Linked DNA regions of Mus musculus: all the other regions are linked to region 1. A link is a contact called in public HiChIP or PLAC-seq data. All regions are on one chromosome and are shown on one strand. The core of a region is the stretch at or near the end of the contact, and the rest is flanking DNA. Distances in the headings are between cores, read along the strand shown.

The links. HiChIP or PLAC-seq counts read pairs in DNA pulled down with a chosen protein or histone mark.
Region 2: a contact with region 1 is called in an H3K4me3 HiChIP or PLAC-seq map of bone marrow-derived macrophages, with 3 times the contacts expected there. The contact joins the enhancer-like site here to the promoter of Mrpl51 in region 1. A contact is called at or near these places in 3 of 39 promoter capture datasets (the 3T3-L1 cell line, cranial neural crest and pre-B cells), 3 of 484 Hi-C or Micro-C datasets (embryonic stem cells, gonadal supporting cells and nephron progenitors), 3 of 115 datasets of contacts at active chromatin or transcription factors (the NIH/3T3 cell line, bone marrow-derived macrophages and stem cell-derived neural progenitor cells) and 1 of 9 other capture datasets (liver).
Region 3: an H3K4me3 HiChIP or PLAC-seq map of embryonic stem cells shows a contact between it and region 1, with 12 read pairs. The contact joins the promoter of Cd9 here to the promoter of Mrpl51 in region 1. A contact is called at or near these places in 2 of 39 promoter capture datasets (the 3T3-L1 cell line and embryonic stem cells) and 3 of 115 datasets of contacts at active chromatin or transcription factors (embryonic stem cells and microglia).

The regions. Positions count from the first base shown.
Region 1 is chr6:125,190,824-125,193,790 of GRCm38.p6, reverse strand. It overlaps Mrpl51 (mitochondrial ribosomal protein L51), which reads right to left and starts at 1,591. Exons shown (of 3, transcript NM_025595.3): 1 at 1,358-1,591; 2 at 1,165-1,275; 3 at 1-568. The coding sequence starts at 1,436. The coding sequence ends at 372. Ncapd2 (non-SMC condensin I complex, subunit D2) reads left to right here and starts at 2,205. Exons shown (of 32, transcript NM_146171.1): 1 at 2,205-2,293.
Region 2 is chr6:125,601,918-125,604,884 of GRCm38.p6, reverse strand. It overlaps Vwf (Von Willebrand factor), which reads right to left. Exons shown (of 52, transcript NM_011708.4): 14 at 1,366-1,561; 15 at 540-755. Among named protein-coding and RNA genes, the nearest start is that of Vwf, 50 kb to the right of the region's middle. Within about 2 kb of position 1,489, at least 165 of the 459 cell types and tissues checked have an H3K27ac peak or open chromatin away from gene starts, as enhancers often do. A contact at or near this core is called in bone marrow-derived macrophages, where this site is marked.
Region 3 is chr6:125,493,296-125,496,262 of GRCm38.p6, reverse strand. It overlaps Cd9 (CD9 antigen), which reads left to right and starts at 1,503. Exons shown (of 8, transcript NM_007657.4): 1 at 1,503-1,689. The coding sequence starts at 1,624. It overlaps Gm26728 (a long non-coding RNA gene), which reads right to left and starts at 2,830. Exons shown (of 6, transcript XR_869432.2): 1 at 2,778-2,830; 2 at 362-499.

The DNA.
Region 1 (2,967 bases), core at 342-2,841:
GGCCTGGGCGGCTAGTGGCAGAGTTCCCTAGAATGAGCAAGTCCCTGGGTTTCAGCTCCAAGATTACAAAAAAATAAGATAAAATAAATAAAAATAAATTCTTTAAAAACTTACACGAGGTGCCAGTGTCAGAAAGTGCCAGCAATAAATGATTGTTATAAAGGCCACAAGCATAACTGGGCTGTAAGTAATAGTAACAAAAGATCATGTGACTTAGGAACGAGGCAGACGTCAGAGTGCATGAGTAAATGTAGCACTGGGCATATCAGATTCCAAAGGAGCCCCATTTTTTTATTACATCGAGCACACAAAGCTCTCTCCTTGCTGGGATAAGTCCTGTTCCCCTTCTCCAGGGTGACACATTTCCCGTCCTATCTGTACTTCCCATGTCGGTTAAAGTGTTTGTAGAGATAGCTGATCCGTTTGTTAAGGTTATGCAGGTCCTCAATGAACATCCTGTTTCCCACAAATTTCTTCTTTCGGACACAACGCTGCAATTCATTTCCTCTCCAGCCTCGAAGCCATACTGGGCCCTTGATCAGTTCTTTTGGGTGCTTCTCGAAATTCCCTGTAACGTGACAGAATATATACTAGTTTCAAGAGAAGAGAAGTCAGCCTAGCCCAACTAGGCCTTCAACACAGTTTCATCTCCCTGATCAGAACTACTGACAGACAAGGCACACACCAGTCTAGTACAAGGGACAGAGTCTTTGTAACACTTGCTCTTCCAAAGGATTCCCCAGCACTCTCAACTGAAGGTTCACGACTGCCTGAAAGGGAAGTTCTAGGAAGTCACCCTGAACCTGCAGGCATTGCTTGAGCAGTACACGGTACACATTCAGAAAACACAAAAATCTTATTTAAAAAAGAAGAAAGAAAGAAAGGAGTAAAGACTTTGCAGCCAGAAATGTCTGGGTTCAAATACTGACACTCCCATTTACTCGCTTTGGCCCTCAGACCTGCCCACTACTGTGTTAGTGAGACTGAGTCCCGCACTCCTCACTATTCTCCGCATCTCAGACTGGTCTTGCCTGGCTTCATCTCCCGTGTAACAGGTTTGTGCCCCCAGGCTTGCCCCGGGCACATTACTATTCTCTCCACAAATAAAACCGAAAGAGTCAAGAGAGCATACTAATCCTTCAGAAACCAGGAATCGCGTCCTACCCAGGATTCCAATGTTGTCGTAGACGCCAAACAGAGCCCTCTTCTCGTTCCAGCGATCAACCACTTTGGGAGGTGGAAGAGTGAGCCTTACGAAGGCCAACCGTGGGACGCCTAGGGAAGGACAGAAGCATGAATCAGCACTGCCCAGTGACAAGCCGTTAGCCGGCCGTCCTACTACACTTAAGCCACTTACCCAGAGAGAAGCTTCGGCATGCCGAGGGCACCCAGCCCCACAGTCTCCTACTTGCCGCCCAAGGGACACTCCCTGCCATTACTCTAGCCTGTCCGCCTCAGTAGGGGCAGCAAACCAGCCGGAAAAATGGGGAGCGGGTGTGAATTCCAAAGCCAAGACACAGATTACAGTCCCAGGCGGGACTCACACGGTAGTGACAGTAAGAGGAGCCATTTTGGGCCTTACCCAGGTAGCTTAGGGAGTCATCCCAAGGTGGCTCGCACAGCCACAAGCCCCGCCCTCCAAGTTCCGGCCTGTGAGGCGCGTCCAGTCAAATACTTCCGGTTTAGCCCCTGGAAGAATGGAACCGCTGCGGTGTTTGTTGTCGCAGGAAAGGACGCCCCCAAACCGAAATTCCGTTAAAATAAGCTCTCTCCTGTCCCTTGCGCGTCCTCAACTGTGAGGGAAGTGGAGGACGGGAGCCTGGCGCTACGGCAAGCTGAGTTTTGCTGGGGCAGTATATTCCCGGAGTGTACAGGGCCGGGCGCCACATGGTTAAAAGCTGGACTGCTTTAGGCGGCCCGCGGAGAGACAACGGGTGACCATGCTTAGCCGACTACGGTAGAGATGCCGGGAAAGCGCAGACTCGGGGCCACGCCCCTCGCCCGCTTGCCCCGCCCCCGGGGCTGTGATTGGTTGGCTTCTCCAGCCTCTGTCGCGATTGGCCTCCTGGCAGCCGTTGAGGTTTGAACAGGGAATTGCGGGCTCCGCGAGCGCGACGCCTGGCGCTGAGGCGGGTCTCCGTCTCAGCCTGCCGCGGATTGGCCGGTTCCTCCGCTAGCTTGAAAACCATCTCGTTGTTTGGCGCGTATCCTGCCCTATTGTTTTCTTCCTTCCTTTTCAGCAGGGGGCTCTCCGGTTGAAGAAGCGGCGGGTGAGGGGTGTCGCGGGGTCCAGGTGAGATGTGGCAGTGCGAAAGGTTGGGAAGGGAAAGGTTGAGAAAAAGCAGGTCCAGGACGTGACGCAGCCTTTGCCGGAGTGCGGTCGGGAGCGACGGTCTGGTAGGGATGCCCTTGAGATCCAGTATGGCTGTGTGTCTGACAGATCAGAATCTGAATGTGTGGTGTGGGCAAAATCGCATAGCCTTACTACCCAATGTGTAAATTTGGTTGTTTCGTTCTGCACCCCATGAGACTGAAATCAGGCACAGGATAAGTAGAAGTTAATGTCCTTCCATTCCATTGATTGGGCTGGAACCCCAATGCTCAGTAAAATATTTCTTAAGGATTTTTTTCACTTTAAAATGGAAGCAATAAGTCTGTATGTATACACTGATTGTCACTTAATAGTTCATTAGTATTGTCTTGTGTTGTTGTGTTGTTGTTGTTGTTGTTGTTGTTGTTGTTGAGATGTACTCCTTGCAGCCTCACTGCAGTCCTGGCTGACATCAAACTCAGCAGTCCTCCTGCCTCAGCCTTCTAATGTTGCCTTTATACACATGTTCCACCACCCCTGGCTATTGACTAGTTTTTATCCCTTGATTCTTTTGATCCCCAGAGCAACACCATTTTACAGAGACCATGAGACTCAATGACTTAGTGTCAGAATAATAAGAATTATGCTCACTTGAT
Region 2 (2,967 bases), core at 240-2,739, 410 kb before region 1:
TTAACTGCCCAGGGGACCACGGTGCAGGAGCAAAGACCATCTTTGATGGCAGGAATCTACCACAGCTTAGGACAGATGCAAATTCAACTAGAACAATGGCATTATTCAATGCTGCATAACTTTATACGATGCCAAAGACCGTGGGCCAGGTCCCACGTCTGCCTTGCCTGACATTACAAGCAAAGGATTCCAGCATTCCAAACTCACACCACGGCATGCTCATACAAGGAATGAACACTAGGTGGCAGCATTTACAGGCACTCTCAGCCAGGCCTATGCAACTCCAAAGTCCATGGCTTCTGTAAGGAGTTCCAACTTACTTTTACGCAGGAACCCACCCCATTACCAGCCAAGAGCAGAAGGCAGGAGAAATGGCTGCAAAAGAACTGTAGCCCCAAGTTTGTCACTGGGGCCTGTTTCCAAATGAAATTATTCAAAGAAAGTACCTTTGAAAAGGACAGGTGGACCCAGACCCACAAGTTGTCAGAAGAGTTTGAATTGATTGCCTAAAGGAGGTTAACTGGTTATGGAGTTCTCACCACAGAAGCCAGGCTCCCGCCACCCGATGTGCACGCCTTTTCGGGCACACTCGGCAGCATAGTTAGCTACTGCGTTACACAGGCAATCCCGGCTGTCGGAGCAGGAGCAAACATCATAACGGCAGTTCTGCAGATAGGGCAGAGGGCTGACTGCGTGGTGGCAGGCCTCGAACTTGGAGGACGTCAGGAGCGCACAAGCCTCCTCTGCAAACCTGGCTGTTGAAGAGAAAGGAGAGCCTGTGCAGAACAAGACGTGGCCCTGCCCGTTCCTCTGGGGCCAGCCTCAGGGACTCTAACATCCATACCTCACCCCACCCTCTTCCCCACAAACAAAGCCAGTTCCCTTTTCTGTTGCTACCAAAATTAATCTATCTGGCTCTGGCTTCTGGTGCCAATGTACAGTTCTGCGTTTGGCTCAGTAACGGGTAAATGTGCGTTCCCCAAAGACCCACTGACCGGAGACGGTGGTTAGAGTAGCAGAAGCTAGCAAGAGCAGAGATGTCGCAGCACCGTGTCCACACAGGGTCACTGCAGCGCATCTATCATACAAGTCAACTTTAAGCTCCCACACCCACCGCTGCTCTAGACTGGGTCTTTTCCGGGCCAGAAACGACCCAATATTCTATTCTTTCTTGGGATTTCACCCATGGATGGAGGGTGTTCAATAAACAAACTTTGAAAAGGAAATGAGCCAAATGTGGATCTCAACGGCCAGTGGTCAAAATAAAGGCTGGGCCAATGGCTCCGCCTTTGCCTTCCCTCTCTCTGTGTCCCGTGGAATGCCTGCCTGGACCACGGGAGACCCCGGGGTCTGCGGCTCACATACTCAAGCGTGGATTCAGGCTGCAGGGGTCGCTGTGTTGCCTGCGCAGGTCCGAACAGTCCCCTTGAAGCTTCCAGGCGTTTCCGAAGTCTACCACCAGGGGCTCCACCAAGCCGGCCGGCGTGAGGAAGTCGTCTCCCTTGTTGCCGTTGTAATTCCCACACAAGCCACAGGTCTTCCCAGAATAGACTGGGGACAGCTGCCGGAAGAAGCCGGGCCTTGGAGCAGCTGTCCCCCAGTGCCACAATGGTTCCACTTAGTTAATGAGATCATTTGCACCAAAAAATTTCCCCAGGTGAAAAATTAATGTCAGGACGACTAAGTCCCGGGCTGCGAACTGGAGGACCACTGCAAGCTATGCAGCTAGGTGTCGTGCAGCTGGCTGTCGCTCCTCAAAGAAAAGTCAGCCAGAAGGATTCTAGGAATTAGGGGGAGAGAGAGAAGAAGAAGGAGGGGGGGAGGGGGAGGGGAGGAGGAGGGACACAGGGAAAGAGAAGAGAAGGAGGAGGGAGATAGGGAAAGAGAGAAAGAGGGAGAAAGGGGGAGGGAGAGAGGGAGGAAGAAGAGGGGGAGGGAGGGAGAGATTGCCTAAGATCCCATCGAGGGTGACACGGCTGGAAAGAGCAAGCAACTTGAATCCCCCAGACCTTCGTGCTCCCTATGTCTGTGACTAAAGTGACTATCAACAGACATGGGCTAAGCAACAGTGAGAGAACATGCAAACTGTTCGTTGGACAGATATTAGTTACAAACAGACAAGGCAGACTGAGGACGGTGTAGTCCAAGCCCCCAGGAGCTTGTGTCTGGTGTCCAGGAGCAACACCTGTCTTCTAATCTCCTGCTGAGGACACCAGGAAGGAAGCAGGGCTCAGATTCTATCCCCTTCTCTCAAGGAAGCAGGGCTCAGATTCTAGCCCCGTCTCTCACTCGCTGATCAGACCTCAGCAGTGAGCCATGATGAGTTTGACCCCAAAGTGCACACTCAGGGCCAAGCAGTGGTGTGGAGGCAGCTTTTTCCCAGGACAGCTGGGGCGCCACTGAATTCCATGGTGCAGATTTGAAGAACTGGTAGGGACCAGACCCCAAGAGTCCAATGATAGCTCTGTGGGTAATCAGTGAAACCAGGTGGTCCCCGCACACCCCCCATCCTGATGATCCAAAGTCTCACAGGTCAGGCCTGAGTCCCCGTAGTCATCTTGGAAGCCCCTTCTAGCTCCCAGCTGTGACTTAACAAGGTGCATGTGGAAGGTTCCAGACCCACAGACATACATGCAACTAAGAAAGGTGGGCAAATGGCCTTCCTTGTTTGTTTTACAAATGCCAAGTCACACACACACACACACACACACACACACACACACACACACACACACAAGGCAATCAAGGTCTTTTCCCTGACTTTCCAGCTTAAAACTAAAGCACACTGCTGTGACCTCGGATGCTGTTTCTCAAAGCCATGAGGGTCTTTCAAGGTCCTTCCAGACTGAATATTTCCATAATTCCATGATCTCGTTCTTGTCTGTCCCTTCTCATTGCCTTACAAGCACACAGTGGAATTTTCCAGAGGCCCTGTGATCTGAAATGCTGTAGCAGATTGATTGCAGA
Region 3 (2,967 bases), core at 254-2,753, 300 kb before region 1:
ACCACACACACCCTCCAAGTCTCCTGCCTGCGTCCTTCTTCCAACTCCTAAGCTGCTTCAGGGAAGACAGAATGTGTTGCTTTCGACTCCTGTTCCCCAGTGAAGAACCTTTCTAAACTAAACTGTGGGAAAAAAAAAAAAAAGGTTTTTAACTGGGTCTATTAATGAATCAGTCTACTTACTGATAAATAGTGAAGCCAGTCTACTGATAAACAGTAAAACAAGAGCTGTGCTATGCTAACAGAGCTGGGTTTGCTATGTGAAAAAGTTTCTTGTTTTTATTTTTTGTTTTTGGGGACCGGGTCTCCTGTGGCGTTGGCCTCCAACGTACTTTAACCCAGGAAAAAAAATTTTAACTCACATTCTTTTTGCTTTCTGATATTTTCTGATGTTTCTGTAATAAGTACGGTTTGCTTTTGCAATGAAGAATGCTAAGGAAACTTCCTGCAGGGGTGAGGAAGAGAAAACTGTAAAGGATATTGAGAAGGGCCTCTTCACCCTGTTGAAAAAATCAAGAAAGAATTTAGAGAGTCACAGAGCAGGACGTGGTGGCCTGAACCGCTCTGGCAGGAGGACTGGAGTTGAAGATAGCCTGAGCTACATAAGCAAATTCCGGGTCAGTAGGTCTACAAACGGCTAAATCCTACTTCAAAAGAAATGAAATCGCTGGGCGTATTGGCACATCCCAGCAGAGGCAGACAGATCTTTATGAGTTCAAGGCCAGCCTGGTTTACACAGGGCGTTCCAAGCCAGATAGGACAGCATAGTAAGACTCTGTCTCAAAATAATAATAGATTTAAATAAAAAAAATAATAAAGCACAATAGAATTTTCACAAGGAGGCAGGGCGGCCAGCATACACCCCTGCAGGCATGGAGGCGCAGCAGAGTAGGGGTGTGGCATCAGGTGTGGCAGGGAATGAACGGAGTAAATACAGGATGAAGAAGGGTTTCAACTCAAGTCTCTGAACGTAGAAAGTTTCTGAGCAAAGTAGAACTGCTCAGATTAGCACCTAGAACATTCTAGCGGCCACCGTGCTCAACTAAGTGCGTTCAGTCCAGAAAGGTTTACAAGGAGGTGTCAGAGAGAACGCAAGCCAGGCAAATAGGGGCTCGCAGACTTGCCTCGGGAATCTGAAAAGGTTCTTAAGATTACATGGCCCTTGGGGGTCTTCCAACGTGAGCTCTTATGCAGAGCCCAGGATGAACTAGGATGAACGGGAAAGGCGAGGCCGGCACTTAACTCCCCGTAAAAGAAGTCGGGTACGGAGGTCCGGAAAGACCCCGAGACGGTGGGAAGAAGGAAGATGGAGGGAAAGAGGATCTTAGAAACCAGACGGCAAAAGTTAGGTGCAGAGAGAGCTCTGCACTGAGGGTGAAACCGAAGTCCCAGAACCTGGGTCTGGGGAGGGGATTAGAGCATGGGCGGGGCAGGTGGGCCGGGGGGCGGGGTCGGCATCCCTCCGCACATGCGCATAGCAGCTGGCCGAGCGCCGTAAGGAGTGGCACTTTTTAAAAGTGGAGCCTCAGGCCAGCCCCTAGCCGCAGCGTGTCTCAGTCGGTTGTCGAGTCCCTTCTGTCCCAGTCGTTCGTGCCTCTTGTCCCACGCAACTCCAGCTTGTACCATGCCGGTCAAAGGAGGTAGCAAGTGCATCAAATACCTGCTCTTCGGATTTAACTTCATCTTCTGGGTGAGTGAGAGGCGACTGTCGGCGCGCTCCTCTCCGAGGCCACCTGTTCTCAGGCCCGAGACGGCGTCCGGGGCGGAGAGTGTCCCGGCGGCCGAGAGCGCCGGGAGCCGCTGGTACTGCGCGCGCCAGGCGGACTCCGGGCGAGTAGAGAAAGGCGCAGCGGCTGCCAGCTGGCCAGGCGGGACTGGCAGGTGGGCGGGAGGAGCAAGTGGGTGGGAGAGCCGAGGGTCCTGGTGGCTCCGGCTGTGCACTTCGCTCCCGGGTCCTTCTACCGCCGAGTATTTGAGATGGGCTCTGTGCCTGCTCCCACCCGGAGCACCCCCGAGTGTGAGAGAGGAGTGAGGGAGGAGCGGAGCAACCTTTTCGAGTAACTCGATGCCCTCCCCGGCCCGCAAGGCTCCTTGCCAGCAGGGCAGTCGAGCGTCTCCCACTTCGGTGGTCCCACAAGTGACAAGGGGTGCTACGGAGGGAGAGGAAGTGGGTGTGGGGAGTCTTCCCTGCACCTGGAGGTCGGACATTCCTTGTTTAGGACCTGAACTCTCAACTGAAAACGTCCATGCCTCTCTCTAAGCTACCTGAAAGACTAGATTGTCTTGATTCTTTTTCAAGAGCGATAACTATCTTGGCTGTAGAGAACTCTGGGAGAGTTAAGAGAAAAGAAGGCGGGGAAGGTGCCTATTGGCGCCTCTAGATGGGATAAATCCGGTGTTTCTGCATTTCCCAGGTAATCAGGTACTGCGGGCTTGAAGCCTCGCTCTAAAAATGTCCAGGTGGGGCCAAGGGGAATGGCCGTTCACCTGCAGAGGGTCCAGAGGCAGGTGCTAGTAGACTCTACAGATGGGCCTCTGGGTAGGGCAACAAGAGAGTGTCCACTCTCCCAAAACTCAGGGACAGAAGCAAGGAAATACACGGAAGACCCTTTTGTCCTGATTCTGAGAGGGCACACTCCCAAACACAAATGGACGGAATTTGCTCCCAGGCAATCAGGAAAGAGCTTAACTAGGCAACTCCTGTGCCACCAGAGACTTTGAACAACAACAACTAAAAAGTCCACTATTCCCTTTGGAGCTGGCCACCGGGATGCTCACCATCTTCCAGCAACTGTAAGGTTTAATACTCTCCAGGGTTGCTTGGAAGTGTTGCACAACCTGCAGAGACTGCCCTGGGTTTCTAGGAGCCACCACACCCATACAACTTAAGAGGATGTCAGAGGACATTCCCTGCTTGTGTTTCCCCAGTTCTGCAGACAGGCAGCCAGCTCCCAGGCTTGGCTTGGTC